Regions from separate parts of the Macaca mulatta genome. Here region 2 is linked to region 1. Evidence: chromatin contacts called from public Hi-C data. All regions are on one chromosome and are shown on one strand. The core of a region is the stretch at or near the end of the contact, and the rest is flanking DNA. Distances in the headings are between cores, read along the strand shown. Region 1 holds the start of TCAIM (T cell activation inhibitor, mitochondrial). Region 2 holds the start of TMEM42 (transmembrane protein 42).

The links. A called contact is a pair of places that touch in the nucleus more often than the background predicts.
Region 2: a contact with region 1 is called in a Hi-C map of fetal cortical plate, with 3 times the contacts expected there. The contact joins the promoter of TMEM42 here to the promoter of TCAIM in region 1. A contact is called at or near these places in 2 of 14 Hi-C or Micro-C datasets (CD4 T cells and fetal cortical plate).

What each region holds. Positions count from the first base shown.
Region 1 is chr2:107,652,497-107,656,113 of T2T-MMU8v2.0, forward strand. It overlaps TCAIM (T cell activation inhibitor, mitochondrial), which reads left to right and starts at 2,355. Exons shown (of 11, transcript XM_015131204.3): 1 at 2,355-2,552.
Region 2 is chr2:108,197,608-108,201,621 of T2T-MMU8v2.0, forward strand. It overlaps TMEM42 (transmembrane protein 42), which reads left to right and starts at 1,544. Exons shown (of 3, transcript NM_001194661.1): 1 at 1,544-1,757; 2 at 3,858-4,004. The coding sequence starts at 1,566.

The sequences.
Region 1 (3,617 bases), core at 1,105-3,604:
GGCTTTTTCACTGGGAATTAAAATAAGACCCCAAAATTTAACCCTTTGTGTGGATATTTGTACTTTAGAAGGAGATACTTTGTACCCACAATTAGCAAGTTTGTTTAGTACTAATACTGTATTTTGGTTTGGAATAACCTTGTTAGGACTACAGATTAGTAAGTCATCCACATACTGAAGTAGATTGCTATCTGGGAGAAGCTGCAGAGGCTCTTTTAGTGAAGTGTTAATATAGCTAGAAGGTGGGACCTTAGCTGTAAATTAGATTGTAATTTTGTAAATCACAACCTAATGGAACAGGGCAGCTTGGCTGAAAAGGAGTAGAGGAATAGCCTTTCATTTTACAAGGGAGTGGTGGTGTGAAACAGCCTCATTGGGGTTTTCCATCAATATGCATGAGGAAAATGGAGGAGTGACACATTGGGCCATAGTAAATGTTTAAAGCTGAATAACTGTCCATTGTACCCATGAGTAATATTACCTGTTGTTCAGTCACAGTCAGATTTGCCCTGGGCTCATCCACAGAGATGGAAAAGACAGGGCCATGGATGGCTTCAAAGGCCCCATCCAGAGGATGGATGACTGATATTTCAGAGGCTTGATCATAATCCAGGCATAGAATTAGAGGTACTTGCCCTTGCCCTCACCCTCACCCTTGTTCTACAGGATCCCCTTGTTAGGTTGGTGAGATTGTGGCTGTCATAGCCTAGAAGGAAGAGGTGGCCCCCGTTCACGAGGGAGGGACACTCACTCTTCCAATTTGCAGTGAGGACAGGGTCCCAGGGATGACTTGCAACCTGGAGGTTTGGGACATTCTCAACTTCAGTGTCCTTGATTTCTGCAGTGATGACAGGCTCCCCTTCTGTTAGTGTTATAGGGATGAGCCTTGGGGTTATTGGCTAATGAAAAAGAATGTGCCAATGTTGTCTCAGTATAATTAGCTTGGTGACAGCATTTTTCCTCCTCCAATTGAGCCTTTTTTTTTTTTTTTTTATGTTTCCTCCTGGTTATTGAAAACCTTAAAGGCTGCTTTTAATAAAGTACTAAAGGGAGTCTGTGGGCCTTGCTCTGATTTTTGGAGTTTTTGTCTGATGTCTGGGGAAGGCTGACTTATAAAATGTATGGGCAGAAGGGATTGGCCCTCAGGGCTTTCAGGGTCTAAATTTGTATATTTATGCATAGCCTCCATCAGTCTAGCTGGAAAAGGACTGGGTCCTTGGTCCTGAGTGATCTATCATAATTTAGAAAAATTAACAGGTTTTATTACAGTCTTTTTCATTCCTTCCAACAAACATGTTATCATATAATCTTCTCTGCCCCTGTCTCTGTTTGGGCTGGCATTGGCAGCATGGTATTGCCAATTGGGTTCTGTGTTGGGGACAGCTTCTGCCCCGGCTCTATTATTAGGATTGCCAACATGAGCTTCATCTGCCCAAACTCGAGCTAAAGACCATGATTTTTCTTCGTGGGAACAGTAAATAGTTAATACCACAAATGTGTCTTGCCAGGTTAACTCAAAGGCAATAAAGCCCGAAATTCTTGAATGAACTTAGAGGGATCCTGGCTAAATGAACCCAACTTGGATTGAATTTGCCAAAGATCAGACAATGGAAAAGGGACATGAACTCAAATTGTTCCCAAATCTCCGTTTTCCACCTTGTGGAGAGGCAAAATATTTGGGGGATTTTCTGAGGACTCTGTACTAGTGGCATATGTAACTCCTGTGCGAGTATGTGAGGGTGATAAAGTATCTGGATGGTAGGGGGCAGGGGTTGATTGGGGCATGGAGCAGATGGCAAGGGGTACACAATGAGTTTTGACATGCGTGCATTATGGAGATGTATAGAAATTCTAGTTACTTTTAAATTTGAAGGGAAGAAGTCTGGTACCAGATGCTGGCTTTAGATAACAGGGAAGTCTAGTTACTTCTAAATTCCTCAGGTAAGGAGTTTCTGCCTCAGGATGGTCTGCTTAATGGCCACCAGGTGATCTTTGCTCGCAATTCTATTTGCTTGATTTCATCTGTGGCAGTTTCTGGGTGCGGGGGTGGGGGGAATCAAAGTTACAGGAACAAAATAAAACCAACAGTAAAACTTTCATGCTGACTGGAGAATGCTTAACGTTTAAAAATAGGTGTTGAATGGGCCAAAGCCAAACAACGCAAGCCGGAAAAGAAATGTTTAAAAGCTGGCTATATTTATACAAGAAAAACCAAAAGAGATAATTAAATGAGACTTTTAAAATTCGGGGCTCTCCACTGAGGCTCGTCCCCGGGCGCCAGCTCCGGGAGTTCGGCAGAGGCTCGTCCCCTGCCAGGGCGCCTGGGGCAAGGGACCGCAGGGCGCATGCGCGTCTTCCAGCAGCCCCTTTCCCCTTCTTCCTCAAGATCCAGGGCGTGCTCGGTTGCCCTTCTCCGTTCCCTGCGGACCCTTGCGTCAGGACCCACCACCTGCCGGCCCATCATTTTCCGAGTCCCTGCGGCCTAGTCGGAGTGCTCGCTCGCGCCTCCTAAAGCTTTCAGCGGAGGGCGCCGAGACCCCTGAGGGCGGCCGGTAAGAAGGCGGAGGGGTGGGGGCCTCAAAGCTCGCGGGAAAGGTGCAGCAGTCACTAGAGTGCTGACGTCAGCTAGAGGCAGGGCACTGCGGAAGGTTGAATCCACGCCCTGGCTGCGCGCAGGCGCTGTAGGGGGAAGGCCTGGCACGCTCCAGCCAACCAGGGCGTCACCTGCAGCCCGTCCCCCTTCCCCGGCTTGCCTCCAGCGCTCTGCCGCCGCCGGAGAGGGGAGGGTGTTGGGGGCAGGTGGAGCCGGGAGGGTCCAGCTGAGAATTCGGGGTTAGGGGATCAGAGAGCACTGCGGCTAGGAGCCCGTCAGAACCTGTCGCCCAGTGGGGCCAGGGCAGGTGGGAGCGCCTGGCCGTGCGTCGCGCGTTGGTTGGCCGGCTGACGCCCCGGTGCGCATGCGCGGCCGAACAACCCTGCGGGCGGAGCGAGTGTCCTCTCTCCTGGTGTACTGGGTGGGAGGTGGAACTGGTCGGACAAAGCCCTCGCGTCGGACCCTTGCCAGAACTGTAAGGAGCAAGAGGGGAGGGACTCCGGTGGTGCATTCATGCCCCTCTCAGGGTGGGAAGCGGGGTCGGAGGGGGGTGCTCAGAGCCACCTTAGCGCAGCGTGCTAACTTTTGAACTGAGGCGGTGCCGGGGGCCGCAGTATCCGCATCGCATCTACATTTTAACTCGTTTTGCAATGAGAACGTAAAGACGATTTAGGTTTTATTGTTTCCGACTTATATTTTACCGAGGTCTTTGGTTTACGGGAAATTGTTACCTACTAAATCTCATATAGCAAGAGATTGAGAAAAGGAAGCTACAGAATCTAGGCTAATTTATCTGATAGCTTTTCCTGCTTTTACTCTTTTTGCCTTTTCCCCCTACTCTAAGAAGTACATATTCAACTGAAAAGCCATGAAAATTGCAGCTTTTATCCCTCCTTGATGTAACAAACTGCTTTCAGAAACCTTACAGGATAGTCACTAAAGGAAGTCACAGTTCAAATGAGAGTGGCATGATATTAATTTTGTTAAAATAAATTACTTTCAAATAAAAGTTGTGCCAAATGGT
Region 2 (4,014 bases), core at 294-2,793, 540 kb after region 1:
GAAATTACCCGTGCTTTTTTTTTTTTTTTTTTTTTTTTTTGAGACAGAGTCTTACTCTGTCACCCAGGCTAGAAGGCAGTGGTGCAATTTCGGCTCACTGCAACCTCTGCCTCCAGGTTCAAGCAATTATTTGCCTCAGCTTCCCGAGTAGCTGGGATTACAGGTGCCTGCCACCATGCCTGGCTAATTTTTTTTTGTACTTTTAGTAGAGATGGAGTTTCACCATCTTGACCAGGCTGGTCTTGAACTCCTGACCTCATAGTCACCCACCTCAGCCTCCCAAAGTGCTGGGATTACAGGTGTGAGCCACCGCGCTCAGCCTTATCCGTGCTTTTATTTGAGCCACAAAACCACCCTGTGAGAGAAGCAGCACAGTGTGGAAGGACTTCCATAAAAAGTTGCTAAACATAAGATACAAAAAGAATGCTGCTGATCAGTATGTTCAACTGCGAAATAATTTTTGTTTAAAAAATGCATATACATTCTATAATTTTTTAAAACACTTTAACTGTATATAACAATAGACATATAGAAAAATGCTCTATTAACATTGATTTTCCTGGAGAGTTGCAACAGCACTTTATACATTTCAACACCACTTTATTTTCAAGGGAATGTAATTTTTAAATGGGAACATTTTATTTCTATTTTTGAGACGGAGTTCACTCTTGTTGCCCAGGCTGGAGTGCAATGGCACGATCTGGGCTCACCACAACCAACGCCTCCTGGGTTCAAGCGCTTCTCCTGCCTCAGCATCCCGAGTAGTTGGGATTACAGGCATGCTCACCACGCCTGGCTAATTTTGTATTTTTAGTAGAGACGGGGTTTCTCCATGTTGGTCAGGCTGGTCTGGAACTTCCAACTTCAGGTGATCCGCCCGCCTAGGCCTCCCAAAGCGCTGGGATTACAGGCGTGAGCTACCACGCCCGGCCGTAAACATTTTAAACATGTAAGTGCAATAGGAGATTAGAAGTCATGTTGATTCTGCGTGGCTTGATTATGGATTACTATCTTCCTCTCATCGCGGATCCGCATTTTTTGGTTTTCTGTGATGCGCTTGTCCCCATCTGGGGCTCTGGCGTCTTTCTGGGTCTAACGGTACCCAGCGCCCTCTGCCGAAGATCTCGGTACGGCGTCCTCAGGCTGGAGGGTGGAGCGGAGGAGGCCTGGTCGACCTGTATGGACTCGGTGGGCCGAGGCGGGGCCCGTTCGGCATCTTTAATAACTTTCACCGGGACCCGGTGGCCGGGATGGAGACGGCTAAGCCGCGAGATGTTTACCTACTACCACAGCGTCCACAGTACCCGGCTCGGCCTTAGGCCTCGGGTCCCGGCGTCCTCTCGGGAAGCACAAACCTACTACAGAGTAAGCCTGAGGCCACCATAGCCCTGAGGCTCTGCCACGCCCCCTGGCCCGCCCCCTCCGAGGCGCCGGGGAGCGATTCCCAAAGTGCCTGCGGGAGCGCCGCGTCACGGGAGCGCCGCGTCACGTGAGGCTGCCGTCCAATCGTGGCGCGCGCTCGGTCCTGCTGGCGGCTGGCGCCAGGCACGGTGGCAGCGGGCAACATGGCCGAGAGGCCGCGGCCTCCGGGCGGCGCCGTGTCTGCGACCGCCTACCCCGACACCCCTGCGGAATTCCCTCCGCACCTCCAGGCGGGTGCAATGCGGCGCCGCTTTTGGGGCGTATTCAACTGCCTGTGCGCCGGCGCGTTCGGGGCCCTGGCCGCCGCCTCCGCCAAGCTGGCCTTCGGCAGCGAGGTCGAGCCCGGGGCGCTGCTGCTGCTGCTGCTGCGGGCGGGCGGGCTGGGCGGCGCTGGGCGGAGGAGGGGCGCTGCGGGGCCCGCGGGGCTCCTGGGGTGGGGCGGGGGTGGGCACAGGGCGCCGCCGCACCCTCGCCGGTCTGTCCGGCTGGGGCCCCCGGCCGCGCACGGCGCTGCGGTCAGCTGGGGTGGGAGAGTGTGTTTCGCCTCTAATCACGCCAAACCCTCGTCCAGTGTAGGCGGTAAGAGACGTCGGGGACTGAGGCCTCCTCCCTTACCAGGGACCTAAAACCTTTTCTCCGGTTGGGCTAGTTCGCTCTCGGGGAAGACCTACACCTCCTACATCCACCCTCTACCTCTCATTTTAAGTCCCTTGTGCCTGAACATTTCTCTCCACGTGACTCTTAAGGTGAGAAGCCTGTTGCCCATCCCTTTACTCCGTAATTAACGGGTATTGTGACCAGATGACCTGTCTGCCCCACTACCAGGAAAATTGGGAGTTTGGGATACTGTAGGCATAAGCAGATACTGACAGAGACGTTCTGGTTGTTTTCCTGACGCTGAGAACTCCCAAACTTGCCTCCTGGCGTCTGCTAAGGTGTATCTCTGCCTCTCCCGTCCCATGTCGTAGACCAGCCTCTGCTTGCTAGAGGGGTTTCATTGCATCTGCAGCCCAGGGTTAGCCTCTGACCTGGACAGTGGTCACTGATTATTTAGGGTTAAGCCTATTTAGGGCTAATCCAGTAGGAGCTGCCATGCTTGAGGTTAGTATCCCATTGGGTGTAGTTCATAGGGTAGGTAGTCGAAAGTAAAATGAATAACTTTGTATGGGCCATGAAGTTTGTTGTCATGAACCAGACCTTCATAACCCTTTATGTAAGCAGGTTGCCACTGGCCCATATGCTGCTTTGTGTAAGACAAGGTTGTCCAACTCGCGACCCAACACAAATTTGTAAACTGAAAACATGAATTTTTTTGCGATTTTATTTTTACTGTTTTTAGCTCATCAGCTATCATTAGTGCTAGTGTATTATATGTGTGACCCAAGACAATTCTTCCAGTGTGGCCCAGGGAAGCCAAAAGACTGGACACTCTGGTGTAAGTTATAAGAAAGCACCTTTTTCTCAAGACACTATGTGTTCAGCTGCTGAGAAACCACTACAAGTAATAAATATGATACTTAGATTCCGCCCCCCGCACCCTCCCCTCCTCGCCTTGTCTCCAGGCCGGCTTCTAACTCACCACCAAGCAAGGGGGGCTGCATATCCTTTGTGTAGGAGGCTTCTAAAGATCCTCTCTTTTCTTGAGACTTTCTCCTTTAAAAAAGAAAGAAATTATCTGCAAGTTCTCCAAGGAATGTCTGGGATCACTAAATAGTCTGAGGTGGTGTTTCCCCCAGGCAGGACTGTGTCCTAGTTAAGAGCATGGAGGTACACTGCCTGATTGTGAAGCCTGGTGGCTCTCATCACGGTAGCACTTTAAGAAAGTTACTTGATGCCCCTGGGTCTTTATCTGTAAAATGAAGTTAAGGAATAAATGAGAATGCTTAAACTCTTAGCACAGGGCCTAACACAGAGTAAAAGCTCAAGAATGCCCAGAGGGGGTGAGCCTTGCTGGGCTATAACTTGTATAGGATTTGGGGGTGGGAATACAGAGCATACATCGCTAATTCGTGCTTTCCCTGATCTCAAGAAGTAAGAACTCCATCCCTGACTTAACTCATACTACCTACGGAGTAAGAACTACTTGGCCCTCTGGGACTGATCTTCAGGCACTGGTCATTGTAAGACCAATAAGGGGCTGGTGTCAGTAGAAAATACTGACTTTGGATTAGCATTTTGCTTCTTCCCAAGATCGTATGGCCAGCAAGGTGGCCAAATGAGTGTCTTCTCTGAATTTGCTTTACTTGTAAGATGGGTCTGCTGCCCACTGAGGGTTAAATGAAGCCCTGTGCAGAAAAGCTCTGAGGCCCTCTGAGCTGTAGTGGGAGCTCAGTAGGAGCCTGGGTGCCAGCAGCCACAGCGCTGGCTGTGCTGTGAGGGGGTCTGCAGGTTGCTGTGCAGGGTGGATGTGGCTGCAGTGACACTTTCTCCTGCAGGTGAGCATGGGTTTATGCGTCTTAGGCATTATTGTGATGGCGAGCACCAATTCTCTGATGTGGACCTTCTTTAGCCGGGGCCTCAGTTTCTCCATGTCTTCAGCCATTGCATCTGTCACAGTGACTTTTTCAAATATCCTCAGCTCGGTGAGTAGCC